2 separate regions of the Mus musculus genome follow, and region 1 is linked to region 2. A link is a contact called in public HiCAR-type data. All regions are on one chromosome and are shown on one strand. Each heading gives the region's core, a stretch centred on a gene start, on an enhancer-like site or on the middle of the called end of the contact. The rest is flanking DNA. Distances are from core to core; before and after follow the strand shown.

Evidence for each region. HiCAR-type assays count read pairs that join an accessible place to other places.
Region 1: a contact with region 2 is called in a HiCAR-type map of astrocytes, with 8 times the contacts expected there. The contact joins the promoter of Nkain2 here to the promoter of Ncoa7 in region 2. A contact is called at or near these places in 1 of 39 promoter capture datasets (hippocampal neurons) and 1 of 115 datasets of contacts at active chromatin or transcription factors (astrocytes).

What each region holds. Positions count from the first base shown.
Region 1 is chr10:32,884,088-32,891,395 of GRCm38.p6, forward strand. It overlaps Nkain2 (Na+/K+ transporting ATPase interacting 2), which reads right to left and starts at 5,828. Exons shown (of 7, transcript NM_001013411.2): 1 at 5,556-5,828. The coding sequence starts at 5,609.
Region 2 is chr10:30,800,594-30,807,078 of GRCm38.p6, forward strand. It overlaps Ncoa7 (nuclear receptor coactivator 7), which reads right to left and starts at 2,733. Exons shown (of 16, transcript NM_172495.6): 1 at 2,236-2,733.

The sequences.
Region 1 (7,308 bases), core at 4,578-7,077, 2.1 Mb after region 2:
AACTAGCTGATATGAGGCCCCTGACGCATATACAGCAGAGGACTGCCTGGTCTGGCCTCAGTGAGAAAGGATGCACCTAACCCTGGAGAGACACGAGGCCCCAGGGTGTGATAGGTCTGATGGAGTAGGGGGTGGGGGACATTGCCTTGAAGATGAGGGAGAAGGAATGGGATACGGAAAAGGGCAGGCTGGGAGGGAAATGAGGACTGGACCGTAAAAGGATAGATTAGAGAATTGTTATATAAATAAATAAGCATACAAGTAAATAAATAAATAAATAAAATTAGATGCTTCTATCCATTAGAACTGATGCCCTTTTTTTTATGAAACTAATACAAGAAAAGAAAAAAGAAAAAAAAAGACAGTTTTCAGGAAGGTAAAGTAATTAATTTCCCTAAACATTAACAGCTTCTCTATCTCAACACATCTGAAATAATAAAGAAGAATACAGTCTGTTACTTTCACTTTCCACCCAAGTCTGATAATAGAAAATAATGTAGTTTAATGTTGTTCTTTCATAATTCTTAAATATCTTACAATTTCTTGTAGATTTTTAAAAAATATATTACAATTTTACTCTCCTATAGATTAGAGACCTTAGATGTAAATAGAATTTCATTTTATCACTATTATGAAAGAAAGATTATAAAGGGACCCTGGATGCAATACATCAGCCCCAAAGTTGTCCGTGAACAGCCAAACACTCTGAAAAGTTTCATTAGCAGCAGACACATATAAGACCATGGCAATATTGTACTACTGGGTGTGTAGCAGGTGATCCGTGTACATTTGTATAAATAAACTGTTTGATGTTCACACAATGAAATGACCTTTATCGGAATCAGTTATTACTGTTAAGTGACCAATTATTGTATTTTACTCAGCTACAAACAAACAGCTGTCAAGTTTCCATACAGGAGTGGTCAAAGCTTCAGGATATAGGGAGAAGTAGAGTTGTCCTATATGTCATTTGGATACCTGATGCCTGTGTGTTACAAGGCATTTGAAAATAATAACCTTCATTTTTATCAAATTAGTTTAAATATTACTTTAGGAGTTTGAAATTTTGAAAATCTAACTGCATAAAAATACATTCTCTAAGAATTGTAGGGACTTTTAATAGTAAAAGTAGTTAATGCAACTAATGCTGAAATTATTTTTATTTCCTTTATAAAGACAATGGTGTGAAATTGTAAAATTGTAATTTTTCTAAAACATATATATATATCCAACAATAAAATATTCCCATCCAAAAGGAAGCTTCGTATTTTAAGGTATCCCCAACTTCTACTCTAAAGTTCTTGACTAGGGTAAGTAGAAATTTTGACCCCAAATTAAAAGGCACCAGGGGGAACAAAGGTGGAACTGGCCGCTCACCTTTCTAAACAATTACCTATGTATGGGCTCCACACTAGAGAACACTTTGACCTTCCTCAGAGAGCTCTTGGGGACCCAAGCATTTGCATGAGGAAGGAGGAAAGAAGACCTGTACACACTGGCTTATTGAAATGAAGTGCATAACAGCATAAGTTCTTCTATAGAAAGGACAGACTGGGCTGTATAGCAGGAAAACTCTGTATACCTTCTTTTTCAAGCATTCAATTAAAAGTAATTATATTTAATTACAATGAAATAGCATTTTAAGATAAAAGACATAGCAAAAAAATACTTTTGTACACTTAAAGGAAACACTACAGCAAGAAAGAGCCATTTTAGAATTTAGAAACGCCTCAGGATGTTTCAATTTCACAACTTTCTAAAGTGTCATATGGGAAATTTCACCCTTCCTCATGAGGTAGATCTATGAACAACAAGGTAGTAGCCCAATGTCACCCTAACATTGCACTTCCTGGCCAAGCTTTGCTATTTCCGAAGTAATCAAATATTCACCAAATAGTGGTGAACACTGCAGAATAATCTATAACTAGAAGAAATTTGTTTACATTATATCTACATCTCTGTCCTTTTTAAAAAGTAAATGTGCACCTATTAAATTGCATGGTAACTGTGCAAGTATCATTCTTAATTTTCAAAAATGCTGATTCACATAGCTGCACACACTGCTGCCAACCTGGCTGTTAGTGGCACTTGCTCCAAGTCAGTAATGTTTCATAGATCGCAGGGAAAGAACATAATTTTCAAGTGGAAATCCATTGTAAGAAAATCTAGACGATCTTTCAGTAGCTGAGGAAACATATACTTCTTGCCACACAGGACTCTGGTATATCAATATGTATGTGATCTGAAGCTCACTTACTTGGAAATAAAGTTGTGTTTTCATTATAAAATAAGTTATGTTGAGTTATTTTTCACTGAGAAATATTAGAATACTATGGAAAGTTGTGTTTGATTCAAAGAAAACCTGAGGGACAAAAGGTAGACTCTTTCACTAGCTGACTGAATGTTCTATCTTGGCCTGTAATCCTAAACCCATCACTGGAAACACGGTGATAATTTCTGTTACTATCTGAAATCTTCAGTGAAGGCAGCAACGATAACCAGGAAATCACATCCTAGCGATTATGAGCTTAACTTCTGGATTTTGCCCAAGGAGCAAATCTCTTTCCAGAAATTACATTTATTTTTTTTTTTACAAAAATCACACTGATATCTAAAGTGAGTTTAACCATACAACTCGGAAATTTCAATTTATGATACTTGTGGACACTTTCTCATTGAATAAAATTTTAGATTAAATTATCATGGTGCGGAATTTTCATTTATTTTATGACCTGATATTCAGATGTTACAATAATAAACATATATTTATGCCTTCACTCTGTCAAACACTGAGATTTTAAAAACATATTTTATATAATTAACAGCAAGGATATACACTCCTGGCTAGAAAAATGCCTCTGGAGCTTATGAACCTGTTCTTCACATGTCAAATGTCCAAAATACCACATCTGCTTTGAAAATAATGAGACAAATGAGGTCTCTGTTTCTACAGTACTTAACAATACTACATCCTTTTCTAAGATTAGCTATAAATTGATGTAATTTTTCAACTGAAACACAACACTCAATTTATAAGATTACAGATTAATGCTTTTAGAAACTTAAGTTATTTAATAAAAAGAGAATTTAATCTTAGGTATCTTTGGCTTCCAGTAGTTTTAACAAATCTCAGGTTGTGTTTATGAAAGTAAAGCAGGCATAAAAGTCTCAACACACTGAACATTTCAGAAGTCAACAAAACTGGAATCTCTCTGCCAGCCAATGATACAACAAGTCAAAACTTAGGCTGGGAATATGGTTTTTATGTAAAATAAAATTTTCCCAGACTAACCCAAAGATGTGCCAAAATTTTGTATCTATAAACATAGAGTGAAACATGTACTTCCACTCATAGGTGTTCCACAACACTTTGCAAAGAGTTACTTTATGTCAGATTGCATAAATATCTCTACAACACAGCAATGAACAAGAATCTCTTATGCCCTACAGGCTTTTACTATTTCACTCCATTAGAACAATTAATTGTCTTTCTCCTTTGTTTTTGTTCTATCTCTGCATTAACATGGCTGCTAATTATATTAGTCTGGTGGCACAAGAAGAGGGAAAGGAAAAAGACCAGGATTTTCTCATGAAGCATAGAATACTTCTCAGGACCCCTAGCTGTGCGCTTGCTTAGGCTGAACATGCCTGTCTTACAGCCAACTCTATTTTGTTGGAGAACATAGTCATTATTAAGGTTTCTTTTCCATTAAGTATTCTAGCTCCTCTACAAGAAATAGTTGCATATATGCACACACACGAGAGAGAGAGAGAGAGAGAGAGAGAGAGAGAGAGAGAGAGAGAGAGAGAGCAACAGAAGAAATCTACAGCTGTATCATGTTTGTATATTTAGCTTCCTCACTGGTATATTTATATTTTCCAATTATTTTAAGAATTTATATTCATCATACAAAATGTCATCTGATCCCAATACATACAGTTGCCCTACATACAATTGCCCTACCACATTAATAAAGCTCCTCTCACGTTAAACAATTTAGAGTTAACTTCCATGTTTCTAAACTGAGAGGAATATAAGAATGTTCTACCCACCAACCTATTCTTAGTTTTACACTTTACAACTGTGATACTGCAAATATAGACTATTCTGAAACCTATACAACACACACACATGTTTGGGAAATGCAATGCAACTTGGAATATTTGGGTTACATTGGTAGTTTTACAAAGTAAACTCTGGTTAGCTCTATTGTTAATGGCAATAGTTCTTTGCTGCAATACTTATATGAATCTGGGGTAGAGATATAGAAGCTGGTTTACATAGCATTGAGAATACATAAAGCTCCTAAAATTAGATCTCTTCTTTTCCCTTACAACCAAGTCCATAATACACAATTCACAGATTAAGGAATACACCATCCAGGACTTTCCTGGGTGGCGGTGGGATACCAGAGCTGAGATGCCTCAAACACTTTAAGTAAGTTTTTTTAAAGGAAAAAAGAAAGAGAAAAGAAAGAAATAAAAGAAGAACCCTCTGCAGGTCTTTGCAAGTGATAAACAGTGAAGAAAACTTAAGAAATTCTTTTGTCAGTTTTAATAGCAAATTCTTGTTCATTTAAACACCCTGCGATGACTGGATTTTCAATAATTGTCTTCCATTCTACAGCCCCCAACCCTTTATAAAACAAATAAGGGGAACTGTTTAGACTAATTTATACTTTCTATGGAAAGCTACTTGGTGTTGCAGAAGTGCCCCCTATTTCAAATTAACCATTTGCCACTGACATAAATTTTCACCCTATCTTCCCCTAAGCCCCTCCTCCTATTGCCTTTAGGAATTGAAATCGAGACATTATTTGCATTCTTGGCTTTTTAAAAGCAGCAATAGGATATTCTTCCAAACTTACATACAATCCCCCATCCTGTGAGATCAAACAATAGCATCAATTTCAGTGGCAATATTGTACATTATGGAAGACAAGATATTATTTCTTCTTGGAATTTTTGTAGCTCTTATGTTTTAAAGGTCCACTCTGGGGCAATGGTGTTGCAGAGTTTAAGTATCTCTCTCTGATCTACATACTTTTAGAACTCACTGTGGCTTTTTAGTTCAGAATGCTGCTAGAACACATCTGACCTAAACAAGGAGTTTTTAAGAAAATTATAAGACAATATATTCTAAGAAAATATCAAGCGACGATAAATAAATACTTCAAAACAAGTATATAAAAGCCTGAAAATCTGCTTTTCAACTTACACGCATATATAGTAAAATATATATGACAACCATCCTGTTCACATTAGCAAGAATGCCAAGCATAAAAGGAGAGCAACATCTCCACTCCCTTAAAGAAATTAAAGATAACAAGTTTAACCTGCACCTGCAAAACTGTCCTTAGAGGGACAGAAACGGGGAAAGGCAGAAAGGCTCACTTCTGCTGCACCCCTAAAATCATTTTAAATACAGGTAATATGTGGCATCTTTTATCTCTTCTTTTCCCTTCCGTCCTGCTCAATGGCAGATCTCTTACTACACTCCCTGCCCACTCTCTCAATGGTACATAAGAGAATAAGAGAACCCAAGCGTCACTTACCAGTTGCATGCCACAGATAAAGATAAGCGTGCACCTGCCACTGCAATAACCCATGGTTTCCGAGACCCCTGCCACAGCCAGGCTGTCCCACGTCGGCCACCGTCGAGGCCCCAGTTTATCCAATCAGATCGTGGGGAAGGACAGGAGAACCTGCCCAGGGCTCTAGGGCTCCCAGATGCCGCTGCCAATGTCCAGGGAAGTGACAGTGTCCTGCGCGGCGGCGGCTGCCCCAGCCGCGCCCGCCACACATACCTTTACTCGTTCACTGCACTCCCAGCGCCGCGGGCAGCGCCGCCCAAGGAGACGCGCCCGGGCCCCGCAGGGGCAGCAGCGGCAGGCAGACAGCGCCGCCGAGCCCTGGGGCATCTGGCCCGCCAAGTTGCGGCCCACGCCCGACGAGCGCTCGCCCGCCCCGCACTCCCTCCCCACGCACGGGTGCGCGGGCTCCCGGGGCGGCTGAGATGCGCGCCGGGCGCCTCTGTTCTGCGCTCCGCGTGCGGGGCCCAGGGGCGGGGCGGCTGCGGGGGCCGCGCGGACGCCCTGCGGCGCCCTTCCCCTTGCCTAGATGAGCGGATCCCCTCCCAATCAACAACTTCTCAGAGGTCGTGGCGGGCAGCAGCCCTGGCCGTTGCGGGCGTGGTGTCGCGGTGCCTGGGAGCTGCGGGGGCGTTGACTGCGGGAACAACGCGAGGGATCGGGTCGGAGGAGTCCCGGTGGCATGGCTGGCTGGCTTGCTTGCTTGCTTGCGTGCTTGCTTGCTTGCTTGCTTGGCGATGCCTTGCTTTGTTGGTATCGGTCTTGCTGAGGCAACCCTGCCAGAAGCATTACACGTGCAAGCTGTGGTGTGTGTGTGTGTGTGTGTGTGTGTGTGTGTGTGTGTGTGTGTGTGTGTGTGTGAAAGTACGGTTATGAAAAGGGATGGTGAGATATCAACTGGGGTGCCGCTAAGGCATTCTTCCCCACTGGAAAACCTGCATGCACTTACAGCAAAGAGCGGAGGGAGAGAAGTGGACACGGTGGCGGCCAACCAACAGTCCTGTGCTTGGCACGAGGCAAGGACAGCAAGGGACAGAGATTCCAGAGTTTCAAAGATTAGCCTGCTACAAGGACCGAACGGAATTGCCTCTTGAAGTTGCAAAATGTAGGGAGCCAGAGGAAATGTAGGAGTTTGGTTTTGGTGCTTCAGACTGCTTTCTTAACAATGGAAGGAGCCGATGAAATTTGAGCACTTATCTACCAGACCTCATGCACCATCCGGTTGGTTATGTGTCCTTGCTTGGTCATACTCCAGGTTTGACAGCAGCAGTTACCTGCGGACACGCACTCTGGAGCCTGTTGCTGCCACCTACGGGTAAAAAGCTGAAGGGAAAAACATGCTGGAGCAAGTGATGGTCATTTAGACCTTGGTGTTCAGAAGAGGGCATTTCATTTACAGTCCCAACAGCTACTGAAAGCATTCCTAATCTGGCTACAGAGAGAGGGTGTACTGTTGAGATCCACTGGATAGTAAAGCCATTGGAATAAAGTGCTGTGAGTGAAAAGAACTGTTCATGGAGCTAAAAAATACCATCGTTAGAGATGTAAAACCGGAAAAAAAGAAAAAAAGCTAACCAACAAGGTTCGTGAGACAAGTAGGACTTAAGCCTCCTTGAAAAACGACATTTGTGTATGGTAACTTTACCCACACTGAGGACCTAGTCTCCCTTCCATCAGCATCAGCTTGAGAATCATTTAGACTGTACCGTAAAACGTA
Region 2 (6,485 bases), core at 1,483-3,982:
TTCCTACCTTTTATCTAAAAGTTTTTCTTCACCTATCTGAAACAATCCAACTAGATTAGAGAAGAAATAGTACTCTATATGATTTACCACTGTGTGAAAATAGGATTGTGGGTAATATTCTGGATAGTAAGGAAGATGATGCATGGAAATTAGGGTGGGAGAAGGAAAGAAAATGAGTTCCCTGATACATGTGCTAAGGAGAGAAGTTAATGATGGGGGTTGGAGAGATGCTGACTGCTCTTCCAGAGGTCCTGAGTTCAATTCCCAGCAACTACATGGTGGCTTACAACCATCTGGAATAGGATCTGATGCCCTCTTCTGGCATGTTTTAAGAGCAACAGTGTACTCACATAGATAAAAAATAAACAAACCTTTTTTTTTTCTTTTTAAAGAAGTTAATGATGACTCACTACATTATGTGACAGAAAAACAAATGCCAAAGCCCAAACCCTCACAGTGTAAATGGAAGGCAAACAGAAACGGATTTTTTGTTTTTGTTTTGTTTGTCTTTTTCTCCTAAACATTTTCAAGCAGAAAAGACACAGGATCATCTAAAAACCTCAATTTATAGAGAAAATAGCTAAAATGCCATTTCTAAGGTTGAAGATGTTGCTCAAATAGGATTAGCCCAATACATCAGAAGCCTCGAGTCTAATCTTGGATCTGGCTCCTAGCATCAAAAATAAATAAATAAATAAATAAATAAATAAATAAATAAATCTCTATCTATATGATATATATATGAGTTTACTTTGGAACCACAGACGCTTTTAAATGTTTTGTTTCCCTCTTTAGCTTTAACAATATATATATATATATATTAAAAATAAACCACAGCTCAACTTTAAAACAAGTTACCTGTTACTTATTAACCAGATCACTGCTCCTTCTGAAATAACTTAATAGATTTCTTTAAACATAAATTCTGCCTTCTAAATTGTTTTTTTAAAGTAAAATTGAAATGGTATTAATTGCTATAACACTGGAAAGTGGACACGAAGGGAACCTTAACAGAGCCTTGCTGTTGACGCCGGAAATGTCAATGAAAAATAACCAAGTTAGCCTGTTTATAGAAAGAAGCAATTATTTAAAATACAGTTAATTGCACTAGCAACAACAACAACAATCTTATACTATAATTTTAAATGGTTGGGTTATATACAATGTGTATCTTGAAATACAATTTCATTCATTCAACAAATAACCAACAAACAGCTATAAGGCATTCAACATTGGGGAATTAGAGAATGGGAAGAGAAGGGGGGGGTGGTCGAGGAGTAGCAGGGGGAAGAGGACCTGGTAATGATGGTGATTCTGTCCTCTTAGTATTTATATTGATTCAGTTAGCCAAAATCTTTAATCTGAAATAGTGCTTATAAAATTGGAGCTTACAATAACAATTTTTTCAAAATTCTAAACCTTATTGCTTAACGTAAAATCCAAAACGGCAGCCTGAGAGGAAACAATTTTATTAAAAGCCCTAATGTATTACTTTTATTTCAAGAACAGGAAAAAAAGACTCAACCAGATTCTCAGAAAAGCAAGGGTCAGCTCAGAGTTGAAGGCGAGGCCGGAGACAAGACTGCCTCTGCTGGCGCATCTTTCAGAGTCTCAACTCCCGACACCTGTATCAAACTTGCAGCTCTCAAACCCATTGGCTCCAGTCAGCTTTATCCTACGAGAACACGCCAGCCTCATCCATCACCTACCTAGGTAATCTGATTTCTAGAAAGACTTTCCTTAAACTGACACCCAAAATGTTAAAGTGTTTGCACCACTGACTTTATATACCACTCGGCTAGCTGTAAATTACACAAAAATTCATAACCACCCCTAAATACCTCTAAAACAACAACCGTGGTCGTCTACATTTTAGCAAAAAGAACAGGAAGAACGCATTTGCTGATCCTGTTTTTTAAAAATGCAATGACACAATCTACTTGAGCTCGAGAAAAAGGCAACGGTCTCCTTTCAAAGAAGCTCCGCGCCAACCTATCCTTCCAAGCTCTCCCAGCCCCCAACCGAGGGTCCCCTGATTGTTAGCGAGGAGGGTCCAGTGGCCCTGCGCCCCGGCTCGGCCTCGAACGTTCCAAGCAGAGCGTTTCGGGTCCCCCGGGGGCTGCGCCCAGCGCCATTAGTACACCTCGGCAGCCCAGGAGGGAGGCTCCGGTTCTTCCTGGCCGCAGCATCAGCAGCCGGTAGCCTTCAAGGCCTGGCCCCGCCTCGGCGACCTACCTACTGGGCGGGGGCGCGGGCTCCGCGGGTCTGGGCGAAGTGGTTCGGGAGCACGCATTTCTGGGAGCCGTGGCCTCTGCCGCTGGGCGCTGGGAAGCGCATCCTCCGGGGTGGGAGGAGGGGGAGGGCCGGGGAGGGGATCGCCCGCCGAGGAGGAGCTAAGGGAGGCGTCAGGCGCTGCGGGGTGCGCTCCTGAAGGGCTCCGGAGTGCCGATCTGGCCCGAGCAGCCGCCGCCGGGGTGCTCGAGGCCTCGCCCAGGTACCTGCAGCAGCACCCACGGTCAGGGCGCCGGGCGCGAGCTGGGCGGAAGGCGGGGAGCTGCGGTGGCGCGACGCCAGCCCGGCGCCCGCCTCTAGCTCCGCCCGACCCGGGGCGCGCGCTGCACTCGTCTGCTGCGGCTGGGACCCGGGAGCTCAGCCGACCGCCTTAGCGATGCGGGCTGCAGCTGCGACATCTTGCCTGCCCCGTGCGACCTCGGAGCCGCAGGCTGGACAGCCTCGAGGTGGCTCGGGCCCCCGAACCCTGGGCCCAGCGGCTCCGCCCCGGAGAGCTGCGCGCGCGGCCTCCGCAGGCCCCGGCCATTTGTGACGCTGTGATGGTCAGGCAGTCAGTGAACCGAGTACGGTCTGCTTACCTGGCCCCTAATCTTATCCCTTTTAGCTGGCTCCTGTCTGGATCTTGGAGGGAAGTTAGCGCTTATGGGCACATGTGGAGTTAGAGCCCTTGCTGGAGCCTTAAAGTCCTTTTACTTCACCTTCCAGCTCTAGGACTAGGGGCAACCATAAATTCATCCTCTGTCATTTCCAGCATTGCCTTTGGCAAAGAGGCCCACTGTCTTCTTCTGTCCCCGGTACAACATCCTATAAGCTGCCCAATTGTAAACCTTATAGCCAAGGCAATGCGATGTAGCAACGGGCAGTTCAGCTGGCTCTTGGCTGGGGCTGGAGAGCAGCTGAGTGGGAAGGTTTTTTTGTTTTTTCTTTTTTTTTTTGTATGAGCCCAGGGCCCTGTTTCTGTGAGCTTCCAACCTGTATTGGACGCTGTTCCCTTTACAGTCCAGTGGCTATAACTGCAAGATGACTCGGAGGATCTGATCGTGAAGATCACTCTTAAATACAGGAAGAAAAAAGTGTGTGTGTGACAGGTGTGTCCTAAGCCATCAACACACACAGTACATAGAGGCTTCCCCAGGTTGCTGCTGCTTCTTGGTACTGCCAGTCTCTCTGGAGGGTGGAGCAAAGCCCTTAGCAGCCATGACTCTGAGATTTCAGCAGCAGATGATGTTACATGGTCATGCAAATATGGAATCACTTCCTGGTTTTGCACTGACCATCTGTAAATTCTGACATCGGGTTTGCATGTTTATGCTTTGAGTAGGAGACACTTCTTTCTGTGTTCTTTACACCCCTTTTGGTATCAACCTTGAGTGCAGGCTCTGCTGCAGGTACTGTTCCCACCCTTTAACTCGGTCAGCACCCTTTTGTGCCTATGAACCCAAGGTTCTGACGAGAAATAAAATAGGCCTTGATTTCTTTTCTCTTAGGCAAAAGTATAACTGAGTATGTGTTCAAAGTGGTGACTTGCTGATAGAGTGTTCCCCAAGTTTTCCAATGCAATGCCAAACAATGACACTGTCTTCATTATCTCCCCTGGAAGTACATGATGGATCACATGCTAAGGATAGTTTGTCACTAAAGTGAAAGTCTGAATAGAATGGGGAGTTGTACTCAAATGGTTGGGATTGGGGGTGCTTCTAATTTAAAGATTCTTTGGTCATTCTTTTTTGTGACTGAGTATTGACTGATTCTTCTGAGTATTGACTGATTCATCTGAGTCTTGTCTTCACACAGAAATCGGAATTAGCATCGTCTACATCCCTCTTATCCAGAATAGTACCCATCAGTCAAATGTGTTCATTCAAACTTAATGAAATACAATTGTTACGACTTCCAGTCTGTTAGTTATACATATAAGTTCTAAAAAGACAAATAAAGCTTGTGATTGCCTTTTGGACAACACAGGACCCAACATTTCCTTATTACAGGGAATTCTTCTGGAATGCTTGCCAGATTTCAATGGGTAGGAAAGATATACAGAAAGAATTGGAGGTAATTTGGGTGCAGCTAGATCAAATACTATTAGAATATATACATAAGAGCATGATAATCCTTAAGAATTCACAGATTGCCTTTGGACTACAGCTTCAGCATGTGCTGGCCTTGGATACATTTCTAACTGATGCTTTTATCTTCAAAGGTGGATGATCGCAGCACCATCTTCATAGGGTAGATACAGGGAATGAAGTAATTCATGAACAGTATGTATCATGTAGAATGTGTAATCAATAGAAGTCAGCTATTATTATAATAGCATGTGTTAGGGTGACAAAAGTTTTCTTTTCAAAACTTGTATCCCTGAACTGGACACTATAGTCCATTTCTGTAATGCCAATGTTTAGGAAGGCAGAAACAGGAGGATTGTCAGTCTCAAGCCAGCCTGTGCTACATAGCAAAATCCTATCTCTAATTAGTAAAAGTAATTGATTAAAATAAAACGATCTCCATAGCACCTCTCACTGTACTTGGCTAGTGGAAAGTGATGAACTGTTGGGGCTTGAAGCCTGTGGAAAACATGAAGAAAAGTGGTTTTTCCTCTGATAAAGGGGAGAAATTAGGGTGCAGCAGTTTAAGTGCACTAGACATGCTCTTTCTTCTGTGGCAAATAATCTTTATATAGAGACTTTTACATAAATAGAGAGGCAGGGAGCATCAATGACAATATGCAAATAGTATCATTCTTACCTGTCTGTCTAGAGATAATTCTGCCCTGAAGAATATGGCTAGTGTTTGTTTTAAAACGCAATATTGGCCATGTGTCATGGAACTAGAATTTCAAGAATATAGTTAAATATGGCTCTTAACCATTTGCTGATAAGGGTCCCTGATTAAGTAGTGAACTTAGGAATCTGGGAATGTGGCTCAGTTGGCAAAGTGCTTGCTACACAGCCTGCATCAACTCCGCAGTGCTCACAGAAAAGCTAGGGGGTCTCAAAAAATAAGATGGATCATAATAGAGGAACATACCAGAAGTCCTCCTCTGCCCTACACACACACACAAACACACACACACACACACACACACAGAGAGAGAGAGAGAGAGAGAGAGAGAGAGAGAGAGAGAGAGAGAGAGAGAGAGAAATGGGGAATTAATTAGGCTCACTGAAATATTGACAGTGATGTATATTTCTGTGCAAAGGTGTTTGAGTTGAAATTTGTGCAGTGTATGAAAAGCTGAGGTTACTACCACTTAGAAAGTTTACTCTTGGAGTGATGGTATTTAGAACTATCCTTCTATGTCTAGCTCAGAGAGAAATACATGTTCTCTCATCCTTGGACTTGGGCTGGTTGACACAGGCTGTCAGTGACACTGATGGCAACTACATCTAAAGAGGTTAATGAACCTCTACAAATATCCAAAGAGATAATTAACAAGGTCGAAGGCAGCAGCTCATTTTCACAAGCTGGGATCATTCCTCACGTGTAGTGTTTTTCAACCTGTGAGTTGTGACCCCTTGGGAGTCCAAAATGACTTGTTCACAGGGTCACCTATGACCATTGGAAAACTCAGATATTTACATTATGATTCATAACAGTAGAAAAATAGTTATGAAATAGCAATGACATAATTTTACGGTTGGGGGTTACCACATGAAGAACTGTATTAAAAGGCGCAGTGTTAGGAAAGTTTAGAACCACTAGCCTATTGGCTCACTAAGATACCGTCTTGATTTTGAGAAAACATGAAAGAAACCAGATGATGTGCCATATACCTGTGATCCCAACACTGAGGATCCAGAGACATTAAGATTTTAAGGGTCCATGTGCTTGGTTATATGATTAATGTCTTCTCAATTTCATAAGAAACTATCAAATTAGTTTCCAGTGTACTGTATCATTTTATAGTCTTATCTATATGCTTACATTATAAAAGATAGGTTTGAATCTATGAAATAAATGTGTATGAAAATATCTGATACATTTCTTTGTTTACTGAAATTTCTTGGTTACTTCAACTGTCACCTCGAGTTAAGCTATGACATTGGCAATCAAGGGCTGGAGAGATGGTACAGCAGCTAAGAACACTTCCTTCAAAACACCTGAGTTCGGTTCTCAGCATTCAGATCTACTGGCTCACAACTGCCTGAAACTCCAGCTTGAGGGAACCTAACGTCTTCTTCTGACCTCTGTAG